Linked DNA regions of Ovis aries: regions 1 and 2 are each linked to region 3. The links are chromatin contacts, called in public Hi-C maps. All regions are on one chromosome and are shown on one strand. Each heading gives the region's core, a stretch centred on a gene start, on an enhancer-like site or on the middle of the called end of the contact. The rest is flanking DNA. Distances are from core to core; before and after follow the strand shown. Region 1 overlaps SPIDR (scaffold protein involved in DNA repair). Region 2 overlaps SPIDR (scaffold protein involved in DNA repair). Region 3 overlaps SPIDR (scaffold protein involved in DNA repair).

Region 1 (3,147 bases), core at 439-2,938, 140 kb after region 3:
TGTCACAAGTCCTAACATGGAGAGTGCCAGGTGACAGAGTTACACACTTTTATATCTGTGATTTGTGTTTGAATCAGAATTCCTCCCATGTGTCATTTCTAGTTGATTGGTTCAGCTGGGTTTTTTAAATTAGTAAGCTATCTTCCTTTTATCTTCTACAGCTGAGATATATCTATCCATGACGTCTTTTCTTATCATCCAGTTCAACTAAAACAATTTAATTGCTTTATTTAGTCTTGAAGGAAACCTAAACTGAATTTATTTGAAATCTGAATCACTTGAATTACTGGCTTTTCCCTTTGGGTGCATACATTAACACAAACTGTAATAGAATACCACCAAGGATGATAGGCTGTGCATTGAACATTTCTGAAGTTTAACAGGTGTTAATTTCTCTTTATGAAGCTATATTTTTTCATAATTTAATTTTGTGAATATAAACTCTCAAAACACACTAGTACTTATTATGCAAAAAGAATATAAGTAAATGTGTTGCCTTTTTATAATTACTTGAGAAGCAATTTATTTACTCTACATGAGATATAATTTTTTAAAATACATGAAAGCTGGCTTAAAATCCAACATTCAAAATACTAAGATCATGGTATCCAGTCCCATCACTTCATGGCAAATAGTTGGAGGAAAAATGAAAACAGTGACAGATTTTATTTTCTTGGACTCCGAAATCACTGTGGATGGTGACTGCAACCACAAAATTAAGACTGTTGCTCCTTGGAAGAAAAGCTATGACCAACCTAGACAGCAGAGACATCACTTTGCCAACAAAGGTCCATAGAGTCACAGCTATGGTTTTTCCAGTAGACATGTATGGATATGAGAGTTGGACCATAAAGCAGCCTGAGTGCTGAAGAATTGATGCTTTCAAACTGGTGTTAGAGAAGACTCTTGAGAGTCCCTTGGACAGCAAGATCAAACCAGTCAAGCCTACAGAAAGTCAACCCTGAATATTCATTGAAAGGACTGATTCTGAAGCTGAAAGAAACTCCAATACTTTGGCCCTGATGCGAAGAGCCGACTCACTGGAAAAGACCTTGATGCTGGGAAAGACTGAGGCCAGAAAGAGAAGGGAGCAACAGAGGATGAGATGGTTAGTCGCTCAGTAGTGTCCGACTTTGCGACCCAGAGGTCTGTGGTTGCCAGGCTCCTCTGTCCATGGAATTCTCCAGGCAAGAATACTGGAGTGGGCTGCCATGTCCTTTTCCAGGGGATCTCCCCAACCCAGGGATCAAACAATTGTCTCTTATATCTCCTGCATTGGTAGACAGGTTCTTTACCAGCTGAGTCATGAGGCTCAGAATATCTGATAAGGTATTAATTTATCCCAGATTTAATGATCAGTTTTTCACAATGTAAACCTAAGTACTCAAAGTGTGTATGTGTGCTTAAAAAATTGCTCAGAGTACTCTAGCTCTGCTTTTGAAAGTTTTCTCCGCCCCCCTGTATGTTATAGAACTAAATCTGGGATCAGGTAGAATGTTGGCCCCATGTGCTAATGGATCTTGTGTTTCCTCCCCTCCCCATCTCTGCTCAGTGGTTCCTGCACACACTGTTCAGTAAACAACTGAGAGAACCAAGCTCAGCCACTTCATTCACAGAGTGTTTGGAAAGGGCTGAGCAGCCTTGACACACTGGCTCAAGTGGGGTGAGAGGCAGTGTTCATGTTTTCGTTTGTTCTTTTTATAGCATCCAGTCAGCTGTAGCTGGTTAACTGAAGCTGGGGCTGCTATTAGTGCACAGGTCTCTTACGCAGGATAAAGGGCCTCTGGTGGAAAGAGGTTTTGTTACTCATGATGCCGCGACCGTGTTTACATGAGCTCACCCTGTCGTCTGTCATGGGATGTGATTTAGAGAGGTTCCATGAAAACACAGGAAGTCCCTGGGAGCTGTTCAAATCACCCTTGAAAACAGAAAATATAGATAGCTCTCCTGTGAAGCCAGCTGTCCTTCATAGATCATGCTCTCTGGGCTGACGCCTGCAAGGAGAGCGTGGACATTTCCCATTGGTGTTAGAGAAACTGGGTGGAGAGAGTGGTTTTCCCTCTTCCCACAGCAAGGAATCATCATCTTATTGGGGGAGAGAGTTTTTTACCCAGCCATTTCTGGATAAGTTAAACACAGCTGTTTGTATCGCTGTAGCTTTTCATGGGCCGAACTCTGACTGAAGGTAGAGTTTCACTTGTTAGAGATCATTAATAGCTAGATGGAAATAGATATGGGCTGAATTCATCCTGCCACCTCTCTTTGTAAATAAAGTTTTATTGGGACCAGCCTATCTGTTCTGTTCTCTGGCATTCTTGTCCAGAGGTGCTTTCACACCTCAAAGGCTGAGGTGAATAATGGCAAGAGCCTGAAATACCATCCTCGCTGACTTTGCTCCACAAGTGAGAACACAGCGAAGCCCCACTGTAAGCAGGCTCCTCACCTCTGCTACCTCATTTAATCCCCTGAACAACTCAGTGAGGCGAATGGCAGTCCAGCCCCTGGCACCACCCTGACAATGGTGGTGGTGGTTTCATTCACTAAGTCATGTCCGACTCTTGCGACCCCGTGGACTGCAGCCTGCCAGGCTCCTTTGTCCATGGGATTCTCCAGGCAAGAATACTGGAGTAGGTTGCCATTTCCTTCTCTAGGGGATCTTCCCAACCCAGGGATCGAACCTAGGTCTCCTGCATTGCAGGCAGATTCTTTACCAACTGAGCTACAGGGGAAGCCCCACCCTGACCAGTATAGCTACCAGGTCTCTGACCCTGTCAGAATCTGCTCTGGGCAAGAGAGGCACATGAGGAGGAACCAGGGATAAGTCTGGATTGTGAGAGGGGCCTGCATCTCCTCCAGCAGCTGCTGCCACTGTCAGAGGAAAACCCTCAGCCCCCGTGTTTTCAAGACGTCATCATTTCACATGCCGAAGAAGCTCACTTCTGCTGATAAATCAGGTTTGAAAGAACGTACTTTCTCGCCTCTAGTGAGACCGATCCATCAAGGAGCTGAGCCCCACAGATTTTTGGCAACTTCGGAATGCTAGCTAAATTGGCTTATCCTTTAATCCCCCAAAACAAGCAGCAGAAGAATTCAATGCTGCTGCTGCTAAGTTGCTTCCGTCATGTCTGACTCAGCAACCCAGGATCC
Region 2 (2,760 bases), core at 25-2,524, 160 kb after region 3:
AGCCTGACAGTATTTGCCACACAGTTTTTTTTTTAATTTCAGAAGGAAAAAGTAACTTACAGTTGAGAAACCTGATAGACATCACCTCAATTAAGTAATAAAACTGATCATCGTCGCAAATGGTCCCTACTGAAATAGCACGCCAGCTGTTAGCACGCGGCAGCAATACATGAGCTGGATCTCATCGTGAGAAAATATCAGAGAAAGCTAAAGTGAGAGTTTGTGTACCACAAAACTGCGTCCTTGGAGAATGTCAAGGTCATGAAAGTCAAGGAGGACTAGGATCCGCCAGCAGCACACAGCTCCGCGTTGTCTTCTGGTGCAGAGTGCGGGACAGACAGGGTAGGGAAGCACAGTGTGTGTGCGCGTGAGGGCGAACAGCTTTCCTTTCCTCGCTTCTGCGGTCGTCAGCGGTGATTTTCACAGGAGAAGGTCCTTGTTTATAGGGATGACCCTCATTTGAGAGTGACTGGGCGGTAAGTGAGAGAAACAAGATGACAAGTGCCGCCAGGGCTACTCAACTGATTTTGAGCAAAAACTTTCTTAGCTAAGATCTGTCCTTCCTTCATTTGTCTTGTTCTATTTACAACTTTACTTTGACACTAGTGATTCAGGGTGCGGGGTGGGGAGGGAGAGGAGGGAATGCTTTGTACTGTATTTAGAAGTTTTAGAAAATTCGAAATTCTGAGACCTGTAGTTTCTCGAAGACGACAGAAAAGAGGGCTGCAGGGCACCTGCTGGGAGGAGAGCATTGCGCTTACAGGGACTCGCCATGCTGGTCTGCACACAGAGCGGGCCTGTGGAGACGGAGCAGGGCGGGGGCTGCTCACCGTGCTGGGGTGGGCAACCAGCTGGGAGAGCTGGGGCTGGGAGCCGGGGCTGGCCACTGTCCTGCCCCGAGGTGAAGTCATACCTGAGGACCTTCCTTCTCTCTACAGTCGAGTCGTCTTCTGAAAGTGATCCCTCATCTGCTCTCTTGAGTATGATAAACTGAGTATGGTTTAGTCTTTGAAGTTGAAATTATGTCATTATCAAATATCCTAAAACAATTTACTATTGCTTAGTGGTAGTGTCCCTAGAACAGGTGTTCTTAGGATTACTGAAGAACTTACAAAATCAATATTGATGTTTAAAAAAGAAGACAGCCTTACATGCATGCCTCTTGCTGAGGTGGTTTGTGTTTTGTTTGGTAAGGTCAGAGCAGGTAGAACGTGTACCTCTGCTTCGCAAACACCGGTGATTTACACGCTGCTCATTGGACAGGACCGGTTTCCAGGCCGGTTAGTCAGCTTCCAGTGTGAAACCCTGACTCAGAAGCCGGTCGTCTGGGATGAGTCACCCTGCTCCTGCTGCGTCACGAGGTCCAGCGCAGCCTGGTTGCTCTCAACTGGCGCCCTTCCTGGAACCACAGACCCTGAGGATATTCAGGACTCTTCTCTCCCAAAGCTGCATGTAAGAGTGCTCCCCACGATGCTCAAGAAGGTCAGAGCTGTCGCATTCAGTGCAGCTTTAGTGTGTCAGGGCTTCAGGTTTCACAGAGAACTCTGGACGAGAGAGGCAGTGAGGACTCTGGGTTTGGCCGCCAAGCCACGTGGTGATCCAGGGAGCATCATGGAATGTGTGACCTCCCTCGGCACTACAGAAACACTCAATGCCTTCTTCCTCGTTTGCACTCAGGCACAGGCCCCCGGACTTTCAGGTTCAGCAGTGAGAGGCCATGGAAAGGTGGGAATACCACATGACCCTCGTTTGAGAGTGACTGGGGGATGAATGAGGGAAAACAAGACCACAGCCCCCAGTGCTGCTCAGTGGATTTGGCATATTTTGAGTAAAAACTTTCTTAACTAAGATCCCTTCTTCCCTTCATCTGTCTTACTCTGATTTAGAACTTCACTAGGACACTAATACTCCTACCCGTTATAGCAGTGAAAAGGTCTCGGCTTGTGAACTAGCTGTATAGAGCATTTTAATACTGATTCTCGTCCACAAGTGTTGAAGCTACTTCTTACACCTTCTGTCCCTACAAGCCTGAATAAATGCCTGTCAGTTAATTCAGCTTGGTGGATCAAACACATATCAATCATCTGTAATACACAGCTAAGGGCTTCGATGGGTACGTGGGGAATACAAAGTATGTTCCCATCCCCCAGAAACTTGCAGTCAAAAAGGAGAGAGGAAAGATCTACTCAGGTTTTTGGGGAGAATGTTATAAAAGCTAAAAGACAAAAATAAATCATTTTGCATACAAGGAAAAAGGAAGAATTGGGAACTTACATGGTTGTCCAGTTGCTAGGACTCCATGCTCTCAATACAGGGGGCCTGGGTTCAATCCCTGGTCAATAAATGGTATCCCGCATGCCATAACTAAATATCCTGCATGCCACAACTGAGACCTGGTGCTGCCAAATGAATAAAATACTAAAGAAAGGAAAAAAGAAAATTGTTTACACTATAGAATGAGAAAAATCAAGAAAGAAGTGGAATGAGTTTGTCTTTGAAAAATGGGCATCTTTAGACAGGTATGGTGGTGGGAACATGAAGTTTGTTTAGAGGAACTAATGGGAGCCCAGTGGAAACAGTGTCAGACTTTATTTTGGGGGGCTCCAGAAACACTGCAGATGGTGATTGCAGCCATGAAATTGAAAGACGCTTACTCCTTGGAAGGAAAGTTATGACCAACCTAGATAGCATATTCAAAAGCAGAGATATTATTGATATGTTGCCAACAAAGGTCCGTCTAGTCAAGGCTATGGTTTTTCC
Region 3 (2,981 bases), core at 45-2,544:
AAGCCTAGGCCTACTTCTAGGTGCAATATTGGTCCATGTATCCTTAGTTATCAATTGTTATCAAGATATTTAGATTAGTTTTAACATTCATCTGAGTAAATCATATTTGATTGAAAAAAGAAGCTTTTATCAGAAGGTAAACCATATGTATTTCCAGTTTTTTTTTCCTTTGACTTCCTATGCTAGTATTATTTACAACTTACTTTAAACATAATTTGAAATAATTATGAACAAATAATTATGTCATAGTTTTGAAAGAGTAAGGTTTAAAGTATATAAGAATAAATGTTCAAGATTTTTTAACATTTTACTATGTTGAGGAAAATCATTTGACTACGTAATTCTGTCTGTCAGAGTTGAAGACATGATAGGCTTTGATCTTAAGACATAATTTGTGCTGTTGTAAGACGAGAGACCTGTGAAAGTACTTAGTAAAAATTAAGGCTGGAAACTAAAGGGTGAACAAACATCTGTGCTTTCATCGCGGCCTTCTACCAGTGTAGACTGCCGAGTGTTTGTGGTTTGAGTCTTGTCTCTGTGAGTCCTGTAGGACTCCTGTGGTTTCCCTGGATTAGGAGCTGGTTGTGAACTGCTGCAGTTCATGAGGATGAACTCTCGTAACGTTACACGAAGGATGGCGCTTTCGGAGTAGGAGGAAAAGCAGATGACAAAAACTAAAGGAAAAGAGAAGTGTTTTTTTTCTGAAAGTATGTAGACTCCCTGCAGATTATGTGTTCTTCTCATTTGCATCTTACCTTTGTGGATGAGTTAACGTAACCTGTGTGGGAATGACATAACTTTCCTATCTCTTACTTATTCTGACTGGATCGCATGAGAGGACTGCACTGTGGCCCACATTTTTCTCCAGGGCTTTCTGCGGAAGTGAGTCAATACGTTGTTTCTGGCTTTACTTGCTGGCCCTCCCTCCCATGCCAGCGTTGGGTGCATTGGAATTTTCCAGGTATATCATTAGAGGAGGCAGCATAGAAAGGGCCGGAGCAGGATTCACAGTGCCTGGGGAAGTCCCAGGGATTGTTCCAGGAAGTACTGAAAGTGAGCCAAATGGAGTAGGGCTAAAAAAATGACCTGAATTAAAAATGGACAGAACACTGAAAAGCCTTCATCACATTTAACTATCTTTTATTATCATATTTAAAAACTGATTTAAAATGTAAGCTGAGATTTCTTTTTAGCGTGGATTTCAACACCTTTTTTTGTGCTTGTGCCAAGAACACAGTGTTCTGTTAAGTCATTCAGTGACGAAGACTGCTGGCTTGCTGCCAACCAGGGTCAAGTTCATTCAGATAAGCTCCAGTGTAGATACTAAACTGAGTGAGGAACATTCCTCTGTCTTGGCATGTTAGGTGGGTTTGGAGGATCAGTTGTTTTCGAAGATTGTTGTGCTAATGTCACATTCTTGTCTGTTTGTTGACTCTGCATCTGACTTAGTGAAATAGTGCTGCTCTCCTAACCATTCCAGACGAGTATCTAGCAGGCCCGGTATGAACTCTGCTCTGTCATGGGAACTGTTGCTTTACACCACTGAAGGGAACACACAGGATTCAAGAAGTGCTCTTTTCAGTCACATATGCAAATTGAAGCTGGAAAAGGTGGATTAGAAGGAAGAAGAATGCTATCAAGTACCCATCTTTAAGGATATTATTCATCCTTTCACTCATTGGAATGAATGGTTCTTTCTTAGTTCCTTGGTTTAATTTCTCAGTTACCATCTTTGTTTTCCAGTTGCAGAAATTCATTGACTCTGTTATATTAAAAATGCACTAAGTACACAGAAATCTTAATAACTAGAGCTATTTTGCCTGAAAATTACATTTAAACAGTTTTTTTTGGAAAGTATTTAATTTGTCAATGTGTGAGTGAGCAAACATATTTTGACTTGTAAGTGGCTTACTAGATCCTCAGAAGATTACTTTTTTCCTGTTCATTGTAATATTTAACCAAGGATATGGAGTTGGTGTTGCTACTGATAAAGTTTAAAGAACGCTTGGGTTACTTACTGTCTGCTGGAATATGCGGTTTGGGGGCCAGTGTCCGGTGATGACCCTCTTTCTGTGACTGGTCACGGTGTCGCATAATGGTTCTCTTTCTGTGACTGATCACCGTCTTACTCATTAATGCCTGTCTGGACTCGAGCAGGATGCCTTGTCCTCATCGGCTCACTGGGTACCAACAGTCGGCCAGTTAATGGATACCAGTCACATCACGGGTCAGACGTGTGATGATGGAGCATTTAGGTCTGGGATCATACTTTATATCATAAAAAATAATCCCATGAAGCAAATAAATCATAAACATATGCCTTTACAGACTTATTTAAAAGCAAACATGTTATCAAAAGCTGTAACATAAGTATTTGTTTAGCTCATTTTTCTGCATGGGTTACTTTGGGCTTCTAGAAAGCTTGAGCAGAAGAAACTTCTTCCATCAAATCTTCATGTAGCAAGCATACTAATTTACCACCCTTCCAAGGACCTTTGAACAGTATAAAATATTGTTAATGCAGATGGAATATGCATGAATTTCTCAGAAAGCCTTAGAATGTTAAGTGCTGGAAGGAATATAGCATTTCCTCCCTTCCTCAAGAGGCACTTTGTAGTGTTAGCAGAGAGTTAGGGTTGGGCATTATATCGCCATAGCACTCCTTTTGCTTCCGTTGTGCCCTTTGTCGTAGCTCCCAGCAAACACTGCCTTTCTCCCCAGCTAGACTGAAGTTTCTTGAGGTCCAGGGTCTACCTGAGTGAGGGAATGAATGAATGAGTGAAACAGAGGCAAGACATGCAGATGGACAGTGGCAGGGACTTTGTAAAAACACTACTGGCAAGACTCATATGTTCTCAAGTTAAATACCTGTATATGTGGTGAAAGCTGAACTAAATACAACTATTTAAACATTCATTCTTATGGAAATTGAATTGCTGATATTATATTTTTTGTCTGTTTATTCGCCTGCATTTCTCTAC

The links. A called contact is a pair of places that touch in the nucleus more often than the background predicts.
Region 1: a contact with region 3 is called in a Hi-C map of muscle, with 4 times the contacts expected there. The contact joins two enhancer-like sites. A contact is called at or near these places in 4 of 16 Hi-C or Micro-C datasets (liver, muscle, omental adipose tissue and 1 more).
Region 2: a contact with region 3 is called in a Hi-C map of liver, with 4 times the contacts expected there. The contact joins two enhancer-like sites. A contact is called at or near these places in 3 of 16 Hi-C or Micro-C datasets (liver, muscle and tail adipose tissue).

Annotation. Positions count from the first base shown.
Region 1 is chr9:32,216,507-32,219,653 of ARS-UI_Ramb_v3.0, reverse strand. The region is part of intron 10 of SPIDR (scaffold protein involved in DNA repair); the gene reads left to right. It overlaps LOC121820333 (a long non-coding RNA gene), which reads left to right. Exons shown (of 3, transcript XR_006060820.2): 2 at 1-3,147. Among named protein-coding and RNA genes, the nearest start is that of CEBPD, 78 kb to the right of the region's middle. Within about 2 kb of position 1,688, at least 25 of the 54 cell types and tissues checked have an H3K27ac peak or open chromatin away from gene starts, as enhancers often do. A contact at or near this core is called in liver, muscle and tail adipose tissue, where this site is marked.
Region 2 is chr9:32,197,990-32,200,749 of ARS-UI_Ramb_v3.0, reverse strand. The region is part of intron 10 of SPIDR (scaffold protein involved in DNA repair); the gene reads left to right. It overlaps LOC121820333 (a long non-coding RNA gene), which reads left to right. Exons shown (of 3, transcript XR_006060820.2): 3 at 1-2,760. Among named protein-coding and RNA genes, the nearest start is that of CEBPD, 59 kb to the right of the region's middle. Within about 2 kb of position 1,274, at least 33 of the 54 cell types and tissues checked have an H3K27ac peak or open chromatin away from gene starts, as enhancers often do. A contact at or near this core is called in liver, muscle and tail adipose tissue, where this site is marked.
Region 3 is chr9:32,355,609-32,358,589 of ARS-UI_Ramb_v3.0, reverse strand. The region is part of intron 5 of SPIDR (scaffold protein involved in DNA repair); the gene reads left to right. Among named protein-coding and RNA genes, the nearest start is that of SPIDR, 71 kb to the left of the region's middle. Within about 2 kb of position 1,294, at least 34 of the 54 cell types and tissues checked have an H3K27ac peak or open chromatin away from gene starts, as enhancers often do. A contact at or near this core is called in liver, muscle and tail adipose tissue, where this site is marked.